Linked DNA regions of Gossypium hirsutum: region 2 is linked to region 1. Evidence: chromatin contacts called from public Hi-C data. All regions are on one chromosome and are shown on one strand. The core of a region is the stretch at or near the end of the contact, and the rest is flanking DNA. Distances in the headings are between cores, read along the strand shown. Region 1 holds the start of LOC107916810. Region 2 has its middle 7.1 kb from the start of LOC107891078.

Region 1 (7,283 bases), core at 3,475-5,974:
CCAAGCATTTCCTTACTACTCAATAACCATATCATGAGTGTAACACCGGAAATGATTAACCATGACACACGGCATAATAATCAAATAGACTTTAACTATTACTTATAACTAAGTATCATAAGACCAAATCCAACTTAACATTGATGCCATTTTCGCATGGCTAAAAGTATACATACCAAAGTTCAAACAAAACATAATAGCCTATACATGCCGAAATGTTCTCTTAGACCAACTAAGAAGAAGATACCAAAAAGTTGCAAGCTGGTGTGATGACTTCGACAATGGTCCCGAGCACACAAAAATGGATCAAAGGAACCTAAATAAGTGACAAATAAACACACCAAATGAGTATATAACTCAGTAAGTCATAAGCATTACACTGCCGTCCATTTATAAAGTATCATAAAAGAAAACAAATAATGCAAGATTAGGTACTCCATCCATACTGACTATGCTATAATTTCACGCACATTTATCATTACATGCTCTCAACTAGCCAAGCCTCCATTGACATCTCGTATGATATTCGATATGATATTTGATGCATTTCCACACATCATTTTATTTTCGTTTAGATTATACTAATAATAGCATTTCATCTATTCCACAATAATCTTATGTTCCTAACTTCAAATATAATCACCACATAGGTTCAAGACTTACCAAGCTCAGTTCCAAATATAAACATAACGTCTATTCCTCATGAACTCAAAGTATCTACTCACTCCGCTGTCCATGATCTACTCGATAAAGTCGCACACTTAACGTTAATAATTATTCGAAAATATATAGTAAGTCCGCACACTTAGTGCTTAATAATCAAACTCGCACACTTAGTACTATGCAATTAAACTCGCACACTTAGTGCCAATCTCATTATCGTAAATGTTTATACCCGCACACTTAGTGCCGAAATCAACAACTCAATACACCTCACTTCTTTTTACACTCGATAATTTTGTCACTACATGCATTTATATATCATTCCATTCGGCATAAGTACATAGGTATTATGATTATTTAAATCAATACAAAATATATGCTTAATAACTTACCTTGTGTTGGGTAAAACGGTTCCAACTCGGCTACTCGATGTTCTTTCCTTTGCCTTTGCTTGATTCTCCTCCTTTAACTTCTTGAGCTTAATCAATAAATTAACTAGTTTAACCGTCTTGCTAAATATTTATACCAAAATATTAATGATTTCATATCATAGGAGATACAAGACTAATTCTTATCTTCCTACCATATGTTTTTGAGCTATTCGGGTAATAACCATATGCTATCACCCTACTATTAATAATCCAATCACACATGCATATATATATAATTGGACATTCGGCAACCACCCTTGCTAATTACTCATTTTTAGTCGATTATATATAATCCAAAAGTAATATCACGAATGGGCATACATTTATATATATATATATATATAGCCGAATGTGCAAAACTTAGACTCAACATCACCTATGCTCTTAATTTGATGGCCGAATATGCATATATATATATATGATATCAACTATACTATCATCTTTAATTCATCTAAACACAAAATTTCATCTCATGAACACTTGACCGAATTTTTCCTAATCTAGCATGGCTTCACATCTATTTGTAACATCCTATAAATCCACATATACCACATTTCTACATAAATTTTCTTTCACTTTTCCACTACTTCCATTCACAACATCAAAAGCACCATACTCTTAGCCTTTACCTCTTCCTAACCATATGCCATCTAAGTACCCCTTTAGGTAGAAAATTAACATATGGGTTGTAATAAGACATTGGCTACTAACTAGATTTTCACAAGAATTTAGTAAAAGTAACATAAATCCTGCCTTAATCAACCCCTTTTGAGTTGGCCGAATGTCTAGAGCATTTCTTCCTTCCTTCTCCTAACTCACGGCAATTGCAAAATAAAAAAGAAAGAAGATGAATACTCCCTCTTCCTTCCTTATTTTATTCATCTTTTCTTTTTAATTCCTTTCTTTAATTTATTTTAATTGTTAACTAATAAAAGAATTGCATTGAAATTCAACCTAGTAGATGGGGCATCATGGCTTGGCCGGCCACTACTTGGGTTTTTGGGCAATTTGACATGCAAACCCAAGTTTCCTCACTTTGTTATTATTTGATCCTTACATATTCCCCTATCATATTTTCTTAAGTTCTCAACTAAGTCAATCACATGAAATTCACATTCATAAGTCTAAATTAAAACATCAAATTTTCACACATGCACTAATACACATAGAGGATATGCAATCAAATTTTAAATAAATTTTGGGACTCGATCTTGTGGCCCCGAAACCACATTCCGACTAGGGTCGAATTAGGACTGTCACAATGAAGATGAGTTCTCTATATAATGTTAAGTCTCTATGTAATGTTAAGTTGGTCTATAATGTCCGCCCATGTGTTATGTAAATTGGTGTATTAAATTTGTCTATGTTCTGTGAATGTCATTGGGCGTATTACGATTAATATGTGAAACTCCTTCTGAAAGGTTTGATATTATCGTAAGAAATAGTGTGTATGGTTTCTATTTACCTTTGGAACTCACTAAAATTGTATGAACTTACTCTGTTATCTTTTCATTCTCAGGTGTGCTGTTTGAAGGAAACCTTTCTATTGAAGGGACTACGCTAGAGCACTACTACTATTGTGGGCTGTCTTTTTTTTCTTGTATCATGCATGACCTTTGGGAGTGGCGTCTAAATGTATTTTTGAAACCAATCTGTATAATGATCTATTATTTTGTTAAGACATTCTTTTTATGAGAATCTTCTTAACTTTCAATGCTTGTATTTGAATTATTATAATTTGTTCACGAACCTATTTATTTGAACTTATCTACCAAATGAATTAAACCCTATTTTAAAACGCCAGTGATGTACATTGAAACCTTTATAAAGTAATAGCCATTACATGTTTTCTACTCTTAAATCTGAAAAGTTTTACAAGCTTCCACTGAATGATTTGTTTAAGAATTACTCTGATTTTAAGTTGTGAGACATCATACTTGGTTTCAATTATCATGCCATGTTTAGTGCGTTACAAATTTTGTTTAGGTTATGAGAGATAATTTAAGAAGAAAAAGTTTAAAAAAGAATTATGTTAGTAATGTGTTATATAGATAAAAAGGAGTAAAAAAATAAGAAATAAAAAAGCAAAAGAGAAATACGTATTTTTATTGATCAATTGAGATGTTTACAATATTTTTTCAAAATTTATATTTATAGACATAAGAAGTATAAATAAAATAAAACTATACTTCTAATGAACATTAAAGTCCTAAAATATATCAAATTTATCTTAATATTGATGAACATTCACTTAAAAATAAAATTATTTATAACACAAATATATATTAAGTTCAAAACCTCCTTATATAGTTTTAATCAAATTTAAAATCTTTAAGCATCTTCATAAAAAAAATCTTTTTAATGAACACATGCATATAATGGATGTCACTAATAAAACAATCCCATTTCATAAAAAAAAAAGTTTTCAAAAAATTCGAGAAAATAAATAATAAACACATAATTTTTCATAAAGGAACATGACTAACCCACCATAGAGATTATCAGTATTTAAGAAAGTTACAAATCGTTTCTCCAAAACTTGCCCTTTATTATTATTATTATTATGATTTATCTAAACCTTTAAATAAGAGGATAATGTGTTTCAATACACTCGAACTCATGTCCTCCTATACGGGCAACAATACTAATACAAATAAAACTAAAACTCAATTGAAAATACTACTAAGGAATTTTATGTATTTTTTAAATTTACTATAATATTTTATTTTTTTAGTATTAACACAACAATGGCACAATATCTAAATATTGAAAATTAAAAATTAAAAATTAAAATAAATTAATATAATATATAAAATTTAAAAGTTCACATTACCTTTGTGTTAACTATTTAATTATTGGTTGAAAAAAAAATCTTAATAAGTGAGTGATCAAATTATAATCTTCTATATGATATTAGACTTGTCCATGAGTCGGGCTACCTAGCCCGATCCGACGGCTTGCTTGAAAAGTGGGAGGATTTGGGTAAAAATATAGGTCAGAAAAATGGGCTTAGACAAAAAATAAGGCCTGTTTAGAAAACAGGCTAAGCTTCGAGTAAGGCTTTTTTGGCCCGAGCCCAGCCCGACCCGACTCGAATATGCAAAAAAAATTGCTATTTTTTTAAAACTTTTTTTTGTTGTTTTTTGTTGTTTTCTTCTTGTTCTTTTTTCACTATTTTGATGCCATTTCATAATTTGTTACCTACTATTTTATAGTTATTATTTGGATATTGTGTAACTCTTGTTTTACTGTTAATTTTGTTACTATTTTAGAGGCATTTGCTTTTTATTATTATTAATTTTGTATATCTCAATGTTATTTAAGTATACATATATATATTTTAATTTGTTGGGAAATATTTATTTTAATATTTTTAATATTTTTGATGTATTATATATATTTTAAAAATTATATAAAAAATTAATACGGCCGAGTCGAATCAGGGTTTTAGCATTTTTTTAAATTAAAGTTAAATAAAATTTTAGACACATTTTTCGAGCCAAGTCGAGCCTAGTAAATGAACCTAAAATTTTTATTGGGCTAACCTGAATGGGCTCATGAATACCTCTATATGATATAGTTGATGGACGAAGATATTATAGTTTTGGGCTCTAAGTTAATCTTTAACCAACACCTATTTATCTGGGCCTAGGTTTAGGTCCCTTTGGAGTTTACTGATTCAGGTCTCTGCAATTGCCTGAGAACAATGAAAGGATCCATCCCATCCTAGTATCCAACCCCGAAACCCTTAATTTGAACATGTTTCGATTCGACTTTCTGCTTCGGTTTCATCATCAGCTAAACTTTCAGACATCCAAATCAACTGAGAAACATAAACTTCTGTTATCATCCTCCACCCGGAAAAGATTTAACCCTTTTGTTACTTAGAACCAATTCTTTTTACCACCAAAAGGAAAACCCAAAGCTTCCTCTATTGGTGCTGCTAATTTTGAAGAGAGTGTCTTTTTGTCTTGATTTTATCGGTTATGCAGATACCTAGATGGCGAAACGTGTTTCTACTGAAGAATTCATTGGTTCCACCTTTCTTATCTTCAAAAGCAACGGCTACTGTTGCAACAACCCACGTTGCTTCGTTTCATTCTACGCCTGTTACCTGTGAAAAATGGAAGAGCAAATGGGATTTTGTGAGTTCGGGGAGAGCTTGGATTTCTATTTTTATTTGAATGGCTGTAGATAGGGTTTCTGAAAGTTCAAATCCTTGAATAGCTCTAATTTGTGGCATTTCTTAGATGAAAGAAATAGTCTTGTTCTCTGAGTGCTATGTAAATTAATCTTTAACTTCAAAATTAAATTGAGAAATTTGAGCTTCAATGTTTCATGCTAAAAGTTTCTGCTTGCTGATTGTTATAGATGCTACCGTTGAGATTTATTCTATATTCATTATGTTTAGCTTCCCATATTGTCTCTTCCTGGTTCTGATCAAAGTACTTCATCTTCTATGTGAATAAGTATGCCTACTTGTTTCCTCCTCTGGCCACCACCAGTTGCATAGAATTGAGCTTCAGATGTTTGTAATGCATGAAAATTTTGGTTTAGTAATTCGTATAAATCTGTATGCATTGCTTTTGATGAGAAAATTTAACAATTAACCATATTTTTGCAGGAGGAAAGAAGAACACAACAACCAATTAAGGTATATAGCTTTGGCAGCCTCTATTTATGTAATTATCTGCCTGCATCTTTTAATCATCTTGGTCCTAGTATATCATATTGGCACGTTTTTAGATTGGTAATTTTCTGAAAACTTAGCAGACCAAATTCCAGTTCGAGTTTGTATGCCGAGGATAACCATGCTTGATTGCTAAAACAGCTATCTTATTCATCGTGGACTGGGAACATTCCTAGCAATCTTTTAGTGCAAATAAAATTCTAATGCATCTCACAAAAGGATTCCCCATGATTAATTTTAATGTTCACATTGACCAGGTGATGGGTGTCTTCTAGTAACTGATTAAGATGTTGCTATTTGTTAATTTCATCCTTCCCAAGTAGCTTTGTTATGAACCTTTTGTCTGCTTCTGGCATTTTACTTCTTACTTTATGTGTTCATAAAAAATGGAAATTTTCTGACATTTCAAATATTAATGCAGAATCACATAAGATATAGAGTACATCAAAGGCGTGCTGACGCAAAGAGTGCTCTAAAAAACCTTCTCTATAATAGTGGTTGCTCAAATGTTTCATTCCAGGTAAACTTTTCTGGACTCCTATTTGGTTTAGAACCTTGATCTTATTCAAGATGTGAACTTCAATATTTTTTATGCACTATTTATGTTATAGTTATGGCATAATTAGATTGCGATAAACTCTATTATTGAAACTCACTCTAAATTGTACGACTCACCTAGTTGTCTGCATCAAAAGTTGACCTAACTTGATTTGACCATAAAAGTTTACAATCCAACCAAAATTGAAATTATCTGAACCTAAAATTGTTGAATTCAGAGATGATCCAGACCTGAATAAACCAAGATCCTAACCTTGTATTAAACTGGTTTTAACTTAAAACTAAACAATTTGAACCTGAAATGACTTGAACTGAGCAAAACCCAATTTTTTTTATGCACTGAAGTTACTTGACCCAAACCCGACTAAACTTGCCTGGTTGACACCAGTAGTTTCGTTCCAATTTTATTTGCTTATTCGGATGTATTAAGGAGTTTTTCAATTAATGGACCAACAGTCTTCCCAGTGCTTTGGAGTTTCAATTGAAAGAATCCAATTTATATAGTTTTATCCAAGTTTGATTTTGGTCATGCTGAAAGTATTAGGACTGTTTAGGTGTCATCTAACCAAATGGACTACAAGTTGGCCGAATTGTAAATGTTTGGACATGTCGATAGTGCAATCTCATGGTAGAAGGTTGGATCCTGAGGACTAATTTATAGATTGAGAATGATGGCACCCGGTTATCTTTTTCTGAAATCTTTGGAGAGAGAGCACCCTAAGAAATACCATCAATTCATGTTTGTTACATGCATATTTCTTCATGTTTGCCAACCAAAGTTTTTTATGCCTCTTTTTCTGCTAATTTTTATTTTTTGGGTATGTTAAACCACAAGGGTGAATAAGAACATGTTAAGTGAAAGGTTTTAGAGAATTATAAGAATATTTGATTTGTTGAAGAGATGAAGGCTCTTGTATAATGGATCACAATGCCGATAATTT
Region 2 (7,283 bases), core at 3,036-5,535, 130 kb after region 1:
TGTTGAGGCGGTGCCAACGGTGGGCTGATCGGTCAAGAGTTTGAATGGAATTCAAACATTGAATGTGGCCAAAAATCAAGGAGCAATTCGGGGAATTGGAATTTAGGAAGAATTCCTATGCCGAAATACACTCACGGCCATAGCTAATAAGGGCCGTATATTTTGGCCTTTAGGATTCAGTTTTTTTCTTCTATTTTCTTTTCTTTTCTTTTCTTTTCTTTTCTTTTCTCCTCTCTTCATCTATTTCCTTTCTTCTTCTTCTTTTCCTCTATAGCCGAATCTTTCAACTATTCTTCTTATCTTCACTTTCTAATCATTTGTTCCTAAGCCTTATATACAAAAGCCGAAATCCCAAAAGTTGTTTCTTGTGCTGATTTCTTCTAGTCAAAATCCTCTATTTTCTTCATCTCTTTTGGCTGATTTTTCACATCCTCTAAACCTCAACCCCTGTCGGCAATACCACTGCAGAACCACCATACCAAATCATCTTCCTCTTCACAGTTCCAAAAGCCGAAAACACCATAGTTTTTAGGGACATATAGCCGAATCTTTAGATCTCTAAGATTCGATTTCTCCAAGTGTTTAAGGGCTGGATCTGCATCAGATCTGAGTAGAAACTGAAGTGGAATCGTTTTGATTGAAAGAACCTGTGGTAAGTATTCAGATCTATTCTTTATTTCGGGTTTTAGAAAAGCCGAAATCCCTAAAGGCATAGGGAGGCCGTCGATTGGAGTTTAAGGCTCTAAGGGTTGTAACAATTGATTTGTTTTGGTGTTAGTGTGATCTAGAAGCTACTGATCGAAGGCTTGGACAAGTGGAACGACTAGATCGAGATCTAGTCACTAGTTTTGGCAAAGGTAGGATCTCAAGGGCCATATGTATTGATGGTCGATTATGGTAAGTAAGTTTATGATGTTTGCCATTATACTTTGGATCTGATATGTCTAGCGATCGATTGTAGGATATCGTGGGAGATTTCGGTAGCAGTTTTCGCAAATCAGGTGTGTAAACGACACCCACTCATAGACTAGATCGGCAAAAGCTGAAAAGCCGAAAAATCAGTATTTGTGAACTTGCAAGCGTGCAAGCGCTGTGAGGTGGTTTGGTTGTTAATTTTGGTAATTGCAAGCAGTATGATTGCAGAGTGTGCAATTTCGTGCACTTCGATATATTTGGGCTTAATGGGCCGAAAACGAGTTAGTGGGCCAATGGGCCCAATTCGGTAAAAACGCTCAGTAGGTGCTTTTGTTAATGTGTTAATGGTTAGAATATGTATGTAAACTCTAGAATAGTAAATTTTATTAAACTACCCCTAAGTATGAAAATGACCATTTTACCCCTAGGTGTAAAATGACCGTTATACCCCTAGGGTTAATTTTGACTAAAATGCATGATATTCTGATTATGTTTGTTGTATGCCATGACATGTATATCTGTTGCATGGGATCTGGGTTATGTTATGGAGGTAGAACCCGTTCTGGTGGCTGTGCCACACATTCTGATATAAGCAGCTTTGCTGCGAATTATAGTTAGTGCCGCAACCGGTGCTAACACTGTAAGTGTAGGGATGGCGTGGGTGATTTATTCCCCACAGGAAGTGTAGGGATGGACGAAGGCAAGTGTAGGGTTGGATAGGTTTATCATGCATTAATCATATGAGACTGTATTGAAATGGGCCCAACTATATTAATTTGGGCAAGGCCCAATATATCTCGACTTGTAATAGGGCTACGGCCCAGATTAATATTGATATGGGCTAGGCCCAATATACTCTGATACTGTAAGGGGCTATGGCCCAGATTAATATTGATATGGGCTAAGGCCCAATTAACACTGATTTCTAAATAGGGTTTAGGCCTAGTAAAGCTTGAACTGATTTGGGCTCTGGTTGGGATACTTTACACACTGAGTTTTCCAAACTCACCCCCTTTCTCTTCCATCCTTGCAGGTGAGCCCTAGTTGGTAGACTTGGAGTTGGGCGGGATTCAGAGTGGCCACGAAGATTAAATTCCTTTTAAATTTCACATTTTTTTATTATTTCTATTTTTGTTGAAGTTGTAATAAGGCCGCTCTATTATTTTTTTTTTGGGTTTTTAAATTACTTAAATCGTTTTCAACTTGAGATTCATATCACTTAAATTGATTCCTTAAAATTGGATAGCCCTAGGGCGCGTTTTATAAAAGTTACTTATTTTCAAAATATCACGATAACTGAGGAAAGCTTCCACAACGTAAATGTTTTCAAAGGAAATAAATATTTTAAATAGACTTAAACTTAATTTGTTGTTCGTGGACAAGTAATAAGCTTAAAGTGTGGCAATGGATGTGTGCATGTCTAGGATTGGATCAAGGAAGAGCTAGATACTTAAGCAGTCTAATTGACTCACCTCCTCTTTTCTTGTTCCTACATGGTGCGTAGTATCCATTTTCTTTAAGCCATAACAAAGAAGGTTTGATTTTTCGATACTTAACTGTTTTTAAACTAACATGTTTCTGCCACTACAAAGGTTTACAAGTTTAAACGGTAAAAGTTTCTAAACATCAAGAAGGGTTTTCAATGAAAATATGGTTTTCGAAAAACACTTCATTGTAACACACCAGACTTGGCCATAATGTCTGGGCCGAGTTTGGGGTGTTACATTTAGTGGTATCAGAGCCTAGGTTGCAACAAATCGGCTGTGGATCGGGTCTAAAAAGGTTTTCAAAACTTTAAACCCAAAAGGGTATTTTTGGAAAAATTTGACTTTTGAAAACAAATTTTCTGGTTAAAGGAGATAAATTTTCAAACTTGGTTTCTTTAAATCAAATGTTTGAGAAATGGATTTTAAAGGCCTAAATCTTTTGCATTTGTCTGAAATCTGATAAGGTGGCACACTGAATCCCCGGCACCAAGTCTGTAAGTATTCCTGTCACTCATACTACACTGTATTAAGATATTACTGTAGACATTATAGCTAGGATAATACTAAAAACCCTAGAATATTTGAGACTATAGCTAGGCTATGAAAATAGAAACTTTAAAATACTATCTCTGCATAACACGTATAAATAAGTATTATTTTTGAATCGAGATCTTGGTAGTTATTGTTATGCATGCTGATAATGTAGAGTGTTGATATGGATACTGAGTATAAGCAAAGTCTGCCAACTTTGGGTAGCGGTAACTCGGAGATTGGGACTGAGGCACTAGCCGAGTTAGTAAGGAAAGTGATAGAAGAAGTATTAGAGACCAAGGTTAAGGAAATTAGGGAAATACTTCAAGCGGGGTACTTGGAGTGTAAGAAGAGGAAGGATTCTAGTTCTCAGAAGACCGAGCTTCGTTCTGTGAAACATGTTAAGAAACGACCAAACTTTCCAGCCTACAAGAATTGCAACGGGCGTCATACGGGTGAATGCCTTAGGAAGACAGGAGCATACTTTAGATGTGAGTCCAAGGAGCATCGAGCTCGGGATTGCCAAGTTTATTCTATTTAAGTGTGTGTTACGAATTGAATGCGTACTTGATAGATGTTTCTTTCCTTTGGCAATTAGATGTTTGGGGTCGTACTAAGAATTATTTTTTTAAGAGTGCGCAGCAGAAGTATAGTGGGTTGATTGGAGTTATATGGTTAGTTGGTAGTTTGAAATTTCGAGGACAAAATTTCTTTAAGGGGAGTAGAATTGTAACGCCCCGATTTTTGAGGCCTAGAAGAGTTGGGTTTTGAGTTTGGGATTCGAATAGAAGAAAACTTGAATAATTAAGAAGTTTTAAATATTATCGTTTAAGGAAAAAAATTTTGAATTAAATTACTACTAGAAATTTTTTACTGTATTTATTATTACTGATATTTTAAATTTTTATGAAATTTTAATTAGTATTATGAGATAAAATTATTATTATTAGAAAAATATTACTGTATGTATGTTTGAAAAGTTTTTATGAAAATTATTATTTACTGTATTAGTGATATTTGATATTTTTATTATTAGATATATTTATAAAATTATTATTATTATAATTATTATTATTAGATAGGAAAGAAAAAAATACATATATATATTTATAAATGTATTGTTGTTTTGGGGGTTTAAACTCTAGGAAAAAAATTGTTTTAATTTTTGCCTCAGAGAGGGAATCTGGGCACAAGGCTTATAAAATAAATTGGGCAAGACTGGGCATGAAGAAGCGTACTTGGCCCAGTGATTAGCATGCTAGATAGTGGGAAGGAGAGCGGGGGTTCAAGTCCCAGCATGTGCAAAAGTGTTTTATTTTTCTTTATATCAGGGAACGATGCAGGGAAGCCTTATATAGAGTTGGTGTTAAAAGGTAACACAAAGGGAAGTTTGGTCCAGTGGTAGAGGCGCTGGGAGTGTGGTGTAGTGCCTCGGTTCGAGGGTTGGCGCATGCAAAGGCTTGTTTTTATTTTAGAAACCAGGTCACACTAAAGTAAGGTTTAAGAAAAGTTGCGACCGAGTTATGCTACAATGATGCTTGTGGCGCAGCGGCAGTAGGGTGCTAGGAGTTCCATAAAGGCACGGGTTCTAGTCCTGGAGCAGGCGAATTTTGTTTTATTTTTAGAAAATAAAACAACAAGTACAAAAATGAGTAATAACCCCCAGTAGAGACTGGTACGATTCAATTCAACATTTTGTTCGTTCGGGTTTGATTGTGTCATAGCTCTATAATTAATTCGAATTAGGTTTATCGTTGGATGAACTGCATTGCTGATATTGACCCCAAAAAAGAAACGGTAGGTACAGCTAGTCCGTGAACAGCCAACCATCGCACTGTAAAAATTGGATAGGTTCGATCTATGGTCATTGGGTCCTCCTAAAAAGATCTACTAAATTCATCGAGTTGTTCCAAAGAATCAAAACGGCCAGTTATTAATGGAATTCCTTGTCGGCTCTCTGTAAAATACTCGTTTATGGCAGGCCAGAACTGAAGCGGGTTAAAGGTTATAATTAATTGTAACCATATATTAGTAAATGAGAAAGCGTGGTGCAGTGACCAGCAGATCGGGCGAAGGTGTAAGGGGGCAAGGCGGATGGAGGTCTAGGGTTTGAGCCTCATCTCGCGCACGCAAGGTTGGGATTTTTGCTGCATGCGTAGGGAAGGAGTTGGGGTCTGATCAAGACTCTTGGCAGCATCTGAGGCGGTGCCAACGGTGGGCTGATCGGTCAAGAGTTTGAATGGAATTCAACATTGAAAGTGGCCAAAAATCAAGGAACAATTCAGGGAATTGGAATTTAGGAAGAATTCCTATGCCGAAATACATTTACTCGGCCATAGCTAATAAGTGCCGTATATTTTGGCCTTTAGGATTTAGTTTTTTTTCTTCTATTTTCTTTTCTTTTTTTTTCTCCTCTGTTCATCTACTTTCTTTCTTCTTATTCTTTTCTTCTATAGCCGAATCTTTCTACTATTTTTCTCATCTCCACTTTCTAATAATTTGTTCCTAAGCCTTATATACAAAAGCTAAAATCCCAAAAGTTGTTTCTTGTGTCGATTTACTCTAGTCAAAATCCTCTATTTTCTTCATCTCTTTTGGCTGATTTTTCACATCCTCTAAACCTTAACCCCTATCGGCAATACCACTGCAGAACCGCTATACCAAATCATCTTCCTCTTCACAGTTCCAAAAGCCGAAAACACCATAGTTTTTAGGGACATATAGCCGAATCTTTAAATCTCTAAGATTCGATTTCTGCAAGTGTTTAAGGGCTGGATCTATATCAGATCCGAGTAGAAACTGAAGTGGAATCGTTTTGGTTGAAAGAACTGTGGTAAGTATTCAGATCTATTCTTTATTTTGGGTTTTAGAAAAGCCGAAATCCCTAAAGGCATAGGGATGCTGTCGGTTGGAGCTTAAGGCTCTAAGGATTGTAACAATTGATTTGTTTTGGTGTTAGTGTGATCTAGAGGCTGCTGATCGAAGGCTTGGACAAGTGGAACAACTAGATCGAGATCTAGTCACTAGTTTTGGCAAAGGTAGGATCTCAAGGGCCATATGTATTGATGGCCGATTATGGTAAGTAAGTTTATGATGTTTGCCATTATACTTTGAATCTGATATGTCTAGTGACCGATTGTAGGATATCGTGGGAGATTTCGGTAGTAGTTTTTGCAAATCAGGTGTGTAAACGACACCCACTCATAAACTAGATCGGCAAAAGCCGAAAAGTCGAAAAGTCGGCATTTGTGAACTTGCGAGCGTGCGAGCGCTCGTGAGGTGGTTTGGTTGTTAATTTTGGTAATCGCAAATAGTATGATTACAGAGTGCGCAATTTCGTGCACTTTGGTATATTTTGGCTTAATGGGCCGAAAACGGGTTAGTGGGCCAACGGGCCCAATTTGGTAAAAACGCTCGGTAGGTGCTTCTGTTAATGTGTTAATGGTTAGAATATGTATGTAAACTCTAGAATAGTAAATTTTATTTAACTACTCCTAAGTATGAAAATTACCGTTTTATCCCTAGGTGCAAAATGACTGTTATACCTCTAGGGTTAATTTTGAGTGAAATGCATGATATTCTGATTATGTTTGTTGTATGCCATGACATGTATATCTGTTGCATGGGATCTGGGTTATGTTATGGAGGAAGAACCCGTTCTGGTGGCTGTGCCACATATTCTGATATAAGCAGCTTTGCTGCGGATTATAGTTAGTGCCGCAATCGGTGTTAACACTGTAAGTGTAGGGATGGCGTGGGTGATTTATTCCCCACAGGAAGTGTAGGGATGGACGGAGTCAAGTGCAGGGTTGGATGGGTTTATCATGCATTAATCATATGAGACTGTATTGAAATGGGCCCAACTATATTAATTTGGGCAAGGCCCAATATATCTCGACTTGTAATAGGGCTACGGCCCAGATTAATACTGATATGGGCTAGGCCCAATATACTCTGATACTGTAAGGGGCTATGGCCCAGATTAATATTGATATGGGCTAAGGCCCAATTAACACTGATTTCTGAATAGGGCTTAGGCCCAGTAAAGCTTGAACTGATTTGGGCTCTGGTTGGGATACTTTACACACTGAGTTTTCCAAACTCACCCCTTTTCTCTTCCATCCTTGCAGGTGAGCCCTAGTTGGTAGACTTAGAGCTGGGGGGGATTCAGAGTGGCCACGAAGATTAAATTTCTGGTTTTTAAGTAAGTTTCGATTAACTTCCTTTTAAATTTCGTATTTTTTTTATTTTTTCTATTTTTGTTGAAGTTGTAATAAGGCCGCTCTATTATTTTTATTTTGGGTTTTTAAATTACTTAAATCGTTTTCAACTTGAGATTCATATCACTTA

What was found. A called contact is a pair of places that touch in the nucleus more often than the background predicts.
Region 2: a contact with region 1 is called in a Hi-C map of leaf, with 2.6 times the contacts expected there. The contact joins the enhancer-like site here to the promoter of LOC107916810 in region 1. A contact is called at or near these places in 2 of 34 Hi-C or Micro-C datasets (both in leaf).

The regions. Positions count from the first base shown.
Region 1 is chrA11:75,459,617-75,466,899 of Gossypium_hirsutum_v2.1, forward strand. LOC107916810 reads left to right here and starts at 4,725. Exons shown (of 7, transcript XM_016846185.2): 1 at 4,725-5,239; 2 at 5,719-5,748; 3 at 6,206-6,304. The coding sequence starts at 5,081.
Region 2 is chrA11:75,588,181-75,595,463 of Gossypium_hirsutum_v2.1, forward strand. No RefSeq gene overlaps it. Among protein-coding and RNA genes, the nearest start is that of LOC107891078, 7.1 kb to the right of the region's middle. Within about 2 kb of position 4,286, at least 3 of the 9 cell types and tissues checked have an H3K27ac peak or open chromatin away from gene starts, as enhancers often do. A contact at or near this core is called in leaf, where this site is marked.